Linked DNA regions of Mus musculus: regions 2 and 3 are each linked to region 1. The links are chromatin contacts, called in public Hi-C maps. All regions are on one chromosome and are shown on one strand. The core of a region is the stretch at or near the end of the contact, and the rest is flanking DNA. Distances in the headings are between cores, read along the strand shown. Region 1 overlaps Rora (RAR-related orphan receptor alpha). Region 2 overlaps Rora (RAR-related orphan receptor alpha). Region 3 overlaps Rora (RAR-related orphan receptor alpha).

Evidence for each region. A called contact is a pair of places that touch in the nucleus more often than the background predicts.
Region 2: a Hi-C map of liver shows a contact between it and region 1, with 1.6 times the contacts expected there. The contact joins two enhancer-like sites. A contact is called at or near these places in 2 of 484 Hi-C or Micro-C datasets (liver and nephron progenitors).
Region 3: a Hi-C map of liver shows a contact between it and region 1, with 2.5 times the contacts expected there. The contact joins two enhancer-like sites. A contact is called at or near these places in 4 of 484 Hi-C or Micro-C datasets (the AML12 cell line, epidermal suprabasal cells and liver) and 2 of 115 datasets of contacts at active chromatin or transcription factors (T-cell acute lymphoblastic leukemia and double positive thymocytes).

What each region holds. Positions count from the first base shown.
Region 1 is chr9:69,228,861-69,231,419 of GRCm38.p6, reverse strand. All of the region lies in intron 2 of Rora (RAR-related orphan receptor alpha), which reads right to left. Among named protein-coding and RNA genes, the nearest start is that of Gm46153, 75 kb to the left of the region's middle. Within about 2 kb of position 1,284, at least 7 of the 459 cell types and tissues checked have an H3K27ac peak or open chromatin away from gene starts, as enhancers often do. A contact at or near this core is called in liver, where this site is marked.
Region 2 is chr9:68,897,290-68,899,848 of GRCm38.p6, reverse strand. The region is part of intron 1 of Rora (RAR-related orphan receptor alpha); the gene reads right to left. It overlaps Gm31262 (a long non-coding RNA gene), which reads right to left. Exons shown (of 2, transcript XR_379583.4): 1 at 1-2,559. Among named protein-coding and RNA genes, the nearest start is that of Gm31262, 75 kb to the right of the region's middle. Within about 2 kb of position 1,293, at least 6 of the 459 cell types and tissues checked have an H3K27ac peak or open chromatin away from gene starts, as enhancers often do. A contact at or near this core is called in liver, where this site is marked.
Region 3 is chr9:68,957,842-68,960,400 of GRCm38.p6, reverse strand. All of the region lies in intron 1 of Rora (RAR-related orphan receptor alpha), which reads right to left. Among named protein-coding and RNA genes, the nearest start is that of Gm31262, 140 kb to the right of the region's middle. Within about 2 kb of position 1,275, at least 9 of the 459 cell types and tissues checked have an H3K27ac peak or open chromatin away from gene starts, as enhancers often do. A contact at or near this core is called in liver, where this site is marked.

The sequences.
Region 1 (2,559 bases), core at 35-2,534:
ATCCTCAGTTTCAGTGTCATCATAGCTATGCATGGTGGCTTTGGTGGCACACACCTATAATCCCCAGTACACAAGATGCAGAAGCGGGAGGATTGATGCAAGTCCTAGGCCAGCTTGGGTTGCATAGTGGTCTCAGAAAGCCAAAAACAACCACCACCAAAGAGGTCAGTCAGTTTGTCCATGGAGTTTTCGCTGAATCCTCTGGAAGGGCAATTTTTCCTCTTCTGAGCGTCCATATTTCTCAGTGTATGGGCATTTCTATTATAATTCATGTCATACGTTATCACCTGTTTGGGTTTTTTATCTTTAACACATGGGGGTCGTGGTGTCACCTTTGAATTCCCAGGGCCCAGAGAGAGCCATGACAATCATGTTGAATTAGATCTGAGCAGACATGTTCTCAAGGGGAGATTAAAGAGTGGCTTGCTATTTCAGGAAGAGCAACGGCTAAGCCTGAGCTTCCCTTCTCCCTTCCAATAACCTGTGACAATACGTTTCTCTTCCCATGTCTAGGTATTGATTTGGAAGAATCCATTGCTCCCCGGAAACAAAAAGCGATGTAATTGCTGCTTGTTTGTTTCTTTACTTCCTGCGCCAAAGTCACGGTGACAGGGCTGGATTGCGCATGGGGTGTGGGTGTCAGAAACTGGAAAACCTCACCCTGCCTGGCCTGTCTGGCTCGTATGCTTGGGCAAGTCACATAGCTCCTCTGGGACTCCGTTTCCTCACCCAGTGGTAATGACTAGCTTCTCAGGGTGGCAGCAGCACTTAATTAAGGACCGAGAAGGAGACAAAGACTAGAAATCACAGCATCCACGCAGGCATGTTCTTCCACATGCATTTTTGAACCAGGTAACTGGTGGTAGGAAATATTTATGATAGAAGAAGAGTCTAGCAAGAAGTGAAATTAGCCATTTCCATTTAAAATTTACTTGGGTGGTGTGGCCTTGAAGGCCATGTGGTTGTTCCATTAGTTCTAGTACATTCCATGACCACGACTGCTAAACTTCCTATGTACACTGTACTAACTCTAGGCTCCATTTCTGTGCTTCCTAGGCGTTTCTCTATGGTCCCTTTGTGCTTAGATTTGCTTCGTGAGCTTCTTCCTTTAGTCTCTGCACTCCCGAAACATGCTCAGGTTCAGACTCAGGAGGTGCCACACAAGCTTGGAGGCCTGAACCAGGAGAGAGTGCACCTGGTTGTAAAGCCAGCAACGCTGTGTGGACTTGGGGATCCCGCCCCTTTTTCCTTGGTCAAACCTTGGCATAATCACTTAGCAGATTCATTGCTAACTGTTCATTGCTAGCAGTTATTGCACAAACCGAGCAAAGGGCCCATGGTCCTGAGTGAGGCAAGAGTGAGAAGGCAAGAATGGAAATCACGTGAGAACAGTGGGTGGAGCTACAACCTTCAAATTCTCATCCTTGCTGTGGTACTGTCTGTGTTTTGATCGCAGAGGTTTTTCCAAGGAACAAAACTTTTCAGAAAGAGAAAGGCTTTAGAAATTGCATTAGGTCCAAAACGTACTTGAAAACATCACGTGGGGTGTTTTCGAAAGGGGAGTCCACACTGGGGAGGCCACCCATTATTTAAATAGAGACTTATCTGTGTTCAAGCCTACCCTCACTGGGCATAGCCAAAGCATCAGCTTCTGCCTACCATAGCTGTCCTCAGGACCCGTGGGCTCATACTCCAGAGGCAGGTGGGTTGACCTCAGGGATCAGGGGAGGAGGAGGAGGAGGAAGAAGAGGAGGAGGAGGAGGAGGGAGGTAGGTATTGCAGGTTGCCAGGGCAGGTGGCTGTGGAGAGAGGTGTGTAGTCACCGAGTCTTATATAATGGGGATGGGGAACAGAGACCAGAGAGGATGACTTTACCGGAGGCAGATGCTGGGAGGAGTTAGCACAACAGACCAGTGTCTCCTTTGTGTACAAGGGAGGATGTGGGTGTCTTCTGAATACAGTCCTGATAGAGGTTGGGTAAATTAAAACTTTCGTGTGCATTCCACTTGCTTTTTGTGTAATAGTATCTGAGTGTGCGTGCCCACGAGTGAGCATGCACATGGAGGCCAGAAGCTGACACTGGGTGCCTTTCTCCGTCACTTACCACCATACGTTTGAGATGGAGTCTTTCACTGAGCCGGGAGCTCAGTGATTCAGCTGGCCAGCACCACTCCAAGGAGCCTCCTGTCCTTGCCCCTGCCCCTAGTTCCTTCCACTCCGCTTTAAACACGTGAAAACATTCAGGCCTCCTGGCCTCAGTAGAACTCACTGTGAACTTTGACGGGGGTCAGAGGAGCCTTCATCTCAGGCTGCGGAGGCTTTATCTGAAATGCAGGCAATCAGGAGTGTGCAGGATTTCTGATATTTTGGGCATATTTGCATATACTTATAAATAGGTAATTCTATACAGCAATTTTTAAAATGTGCCTGCCTTTCTATCTCAATGAGGTCAGGTGTAGAACATTCTAGATGTGGCAGGCTGTGCTCCAGAGGTTTTGGGCTTTGGGCTTAGTAGAGATGCTTAGATTATATCATTTCTTAACTTCATTTTGTTCTTAA
Region 2 (2,559 bases), core at 44-2,543, 330 kb after region 1:
CTCTGAATACAGAAGCACTTTCCCACAGGCCTGAAAGATGACTTCACAGTTAAGGACCCTTGTGCTAGTGCAGAGCCAGCCAGGCTCAGTCCTAACAGCTACTTGGGGTAGCTCACTACTGCCTCTAATTCCAGATCCAGGGGATCTGACGCCCTCTTCTGGTCTCTTCGGGTACCTGCACACAGATGGTGCAAATGAAGTCATGTAGGCTCTTACACAAACACAAAGAAATTTTTAAAAAGTAAAAAGCTAATCTTTTGGGGGTGGGGGAGGAATCCCTTGCCATTATAAGTGAGATCAAGAGGAGGAAAAAAAGTTTTAATTTCCCTCTTGGCTTTGACAGTTCTTAAGGAAGAGATTTAGATTTTAAACAGTATGATCAGTAGTAACTTTAAGCGAAGGAGAAAAATATCCTTCGTTTTCTCATTTTTCAAAATTAGGTAGAAAATCTTGTGCCTGCTTAAGTGAAAGAATTAAATTAAACTGTTTAGCACTGAGAATCATTGGCAATATCTGATCCAAAATGAGAAAAATGAATCCTCTTAAAGATTTAGTGACTGTTTTCAAAATCTAAAACTCCTGCTTGGAAATAGGTATCAGCATTTGATAAAATGAATCCTACATTAAGGTGTGTCAGAGGCCTCACCCTGACATATTTTATTTAAACCAAAAAGTTCTCTAGAGGCAAGCATCATAAAATGAGGCTTTGAGCCAAAACCTGTCCAGGATTCATGGTATTGAAGTTAGGAAAACAAACAAACAAACAAACAAACAAACACAAGTAATAGATCGCTTGAGGTACAGAGACCTAGGCCCTAAGAAGTTAGGGTAGCCTGGTGACCCATGCAATGTAAAAATAGGTGGAACTGTCACATAGGACCCTGGATTGGGAGCAGAGGAAGTGTGTCCCCTCATCCCTAAGCCAGTACATGTCTGGGTTATTAATTACTACTATTGGACATTGAATATAGTCTAATTTGGGGGCAATCGCCTTTCAGGGTCTGTAGCAATGAGAGGCCATGTCCTCATCACTGGCCTAAGTCGCTGGTGGCCATTAGCAAGCTGGCTCGGGAAAGGATGAGACTAGCTAAGAAGCTGGGGTCTGTCTTTAGCCACAGGAGCCTCAGACGTGGCCTCACCTGGTAGCAGAAGCCAGATGAAGGTTCTCATTCAAGTGCAACTTTGCCTGGACACACCATAAACCCTTACTTTGAAAGGCTCTCAGAGTGCTTAGATCTCAGAGCGCCTTGCAGGCTGTGGTTGTTGTTATTGACCTGTGTCTGCCTTTCACTGCGGGGGAGGGGAATTCTCAAAGCTGGCGGTGGGGAGGTCTGGTCCAGCCAGCCATGTTGCATAAGCAGGGAATGATTCCCGGGTTTTTTTTTTTCCCCCGGAAATATCTGCTCTATCTTAGCTTAGGGGGATGCAGCACAGCCTGAAATCACAAGAGACTGATTTAGTACAATCCTCAGAGTGTGGGATAGAGCAACTTGTGACACTTAGAAGCTCCAAATGTTCCTCCAGTGAAGGTTAAGCCACCATGTTCCCTGACTATAGTCACGTGAAGATGGGTAAGAATCGGCTGGGGGATGGGGATGGCTCAGGGGATAGTGCACGCTGTGCAGACATGAGAATCAAGTTAATTCTCTAGCCCACATATGGGAAAAAAAGGGGTGTGAAGGTACATTCTTGGAGCCCCAGTGCTGAAAGAACTGAGACAGGAGGTTTCTGGGGCGTTTCAGGGCGGGGAGGGGGGAAACCAGTCTGGCTGAATCTGAAAACTCAGGGATGAGTCTCAACAATTAAGATGGAGTAGAGTAGAGGAAGAAAGCTGGGGGCACATTCATATCTACACACACACACACACACACACACACACACACACACAGAGACACACACACAGACATACACACACACACATACACACACACAGACACAGACACATACAGACACACACAGAGAGAGAGAGAGAGAGAGAGAGAGAGAGAGAGAGAGAGAGAGAGAGAGAGAGAGAGAGATCTCACAAATAGGATCATCTGGGAAGCAAGCTGTGGTCACCTGGGGAAATCGGATGCTTAGGACAGAACTCAAGACTAAGCCCAATGCGACATGATGTCCTGACTCATTCCAAACCATCACTGATAGTGGCTCATAGCTCTACTGCACTGGTCATTCTTACCTCTGTGCCTATGATACTATTCCCTCTTACTCTGAGGATGGTCTACCCAACGACCACTGTCCAAGATACACTCATGATCTATCTAGCTCTTCATTCTTTGAGACCCAATGCCTGCTAAACAGTGTTGGGTAGTTTCTAATGTTGATTGGACCAGAGAGGAACCTAATCCTAATCTCAGCTCAACAGATGTTCCATTACAGCATGTTGTTACCACAAGGACTAAGAAGCTCAAAAATGGCGGGCATTATAATTCAATGGCTCCTGCCACCTCCGGATCCCTTTCTCCACAACTGTGCCCTTCAGGGTATGGGTAACCTGGAAACTACTACAGGATTTTCCAGCTTGCCTCCCCAGAGTTCTTGAGGACAAGGAGACAGCCC
Region 3 (2,559 bases), core at 26-2,525, 270 kb after region 1:
CACCTAAGAACACAGGGCCAATCTAGTCTTTCATCATCACCAGGCAGCTGGTCTGATTTTACTGACAGACAATAGATGGCTGCCTTCCTGTTGTAGTTTCTAGGTTCTTGGTTCTCAGAGGGAAGGCGAAGCTCCTTCATCTCCCCTCCTCTATGTATTCTTTTAAGAGTTTAAATCCCTTGCATGGGGATTAAATAAATCATCCTGCAAAGAGACCGATTTGAAATACAAATATAAGGAAGAGTTGATTCAGGGCAATGGACTCCTTCCCCAATGGGTAAGTAAAAAAGCAAAACACTGCATATTTATTTGGGAAGCCACGTTGGGTAAAGAGGAAGGTTTCGGTTAGCTCTTAGGAAGAAGATCAGAGAAGCAGGGCAGGGGAAACAAGCCTACCAGAAGCCCTGAAAACTGTCCATTATGTTGCTTAAGGTGCAGCCTGGTACACCCCTCTAGACTCCAGAGAGATACTTAGACGATCCATTAAGAGATGTGATTTAAATTTTTCAGTGCAGCTTTCCGGAGGCACAATTTATATATCGGAAAAATCCACATGCATAAATGTACGATTTAATGACTTTTACCAAATGTACAGAGTGAGTGGTCACACCACTGGCAGGATTTAGCACTAGAAACACGTATAATTTGAAGAACTAATACCCAGCAAAGGGCATGCAAGGCTACCTGTCTGTCACCACACTCTTGGACTGTCTGCTTGTTACACAAGGTCCACCAAGCTCTGTCCTGGCTTCTGAGCTAGGGGGAGGAGGTGAGCTTAGAAGCCTACCACCCTGAACTCAGTCAGACTCAAGATGTGAGTCTTGATATAGACCCAGAAGCCCACCACTGACTCTGTAGCCTCCATGTCAACTCTCTGGAAAGTCACTTGGAGCTCCTAGGCCACCTCCAGTTTGTAGAGCCAGGAGAGCCAGTGTGAGGCTAGCCTCCACCCCAGCCTCCTCCATCCACTTCTCTTTGAAAAGTCTGGAGGAAATTGACCAACATCTGGGCATTCCATGCTGGCTGCTGAGTCTCCTTATTGTTCTGTACGTCTTAAAGACAGTCAGCATAGCCCCCACCACCAAAGCTATGTGACAGGGGCTGGGCTGTCCTTTCATCTCAGGGTGCTAAGTAACCCACCTCATCCTGGTCTTGCTGTCAAGAGGAAACCAGAAAAAGCAGCCCTAGTTTAAGGCCAAGGAGAGAACAAAGCCTCCTCCGAGCCTTGTTGACGTTTGTTAACAGCAGCCTGGGTAAAGAATGGGATTTGAGCAAATATTTGCTTGAGTGTAGAACCCGCTGAAACGCTCTGCAGTTACCCTCTAGGGTCAAGTCACAGAGGTAGCATGAGAGTCAACTGGAGTTCTGAGCAGATTGTTAGAGGCACCATGCATGCCAGGCTGTTCTCTCTTCTTAAAATTCACTTTGTCTCATGGTGCCACTTTGTTTCGTGTGTGTTCATGTGTGTGTTCATGTGTGTGTTCATGTGTGTGTTCATGTGTGTGTTCATGTGTGTGTTCATGTGTGTGTTCATGTCGAGGCAGAGGATAGACAAACTCAGGGCAAACGTGTCAGCTTTCCCCCTTTCCTTCCCTGTTGGTTCTTTTGAAACAACTTCTCAAGGTTTTACTAGGTAGCCAAGGCTAGCCTCAAATTTGTAATCCTTCCACCTCCGCTTTCCAAACACTAGCTTTATTGGCCTGCACATCAGACTTAGACAGCAAATTAATATAGAACTTTCCATGGTGATGTAAATTCTCTTTCTGACCAGTGCAATACTGGAGTCTCTAGTCCCTGTGTCCACAGAATACTTTAAATGAGGTTAGTGTGGTTGACGAACCACATTTTAAACTTCACAGGCTTTTAATTACTTTGAATTTAAGTATAAACAGGCTCTCATGGCCGGTGGCTCCTATGAGGGACAGGAGGGGACCTTTGGCTCTAAGAAGCCATGAAAGAAGCAGGGGAACAGGATAGGAGTCTAGGTTATACCAAGGAAAGCTTACATTTCTCAGCCAGTTACTAATTCCGGGGTCAAGCCCAAGACAGCAAGTCACATGAAACCCCAGTTTCTTTCTTCTGACAAACAGAGCTGATAATGGCTCCCTCTCAAATATACTGCAACCATTAAGTGAGCTAAAGCTCATGGTATATTATCTACCATGTACTGAGGGCTCCAGAGATGAAGGCTATTAGAATACCCATGCATTAGCCCTGAAAAGGCTATTTGTTGCTCTGAGTAACCCAGTATTTTGCTCACCAACATATTTACATCTAAAATAGAAGGGAGGGAAGATAGGTTTTTCCATCCACTGGGTGGAGACCAGAGAGGGAGGAGGAGGAGGAGGAGGAACGGAGGACAGGCATTTTTGCTTAGTTGACATTTTTTCCCAAGGCTGTTCCTGAAAGTGTCCTTTGATTGATTGGTTGAAATTACACAACATCTAGACAGATATTCAGATTCTCCTAGATGCCTCTGCACTGTATTAACCCTTTCGGTCCCACGAAAGCTATCTAGCTGGTCAGGGAGTATGTACTACTTGGCTCCCAATTCTCTAG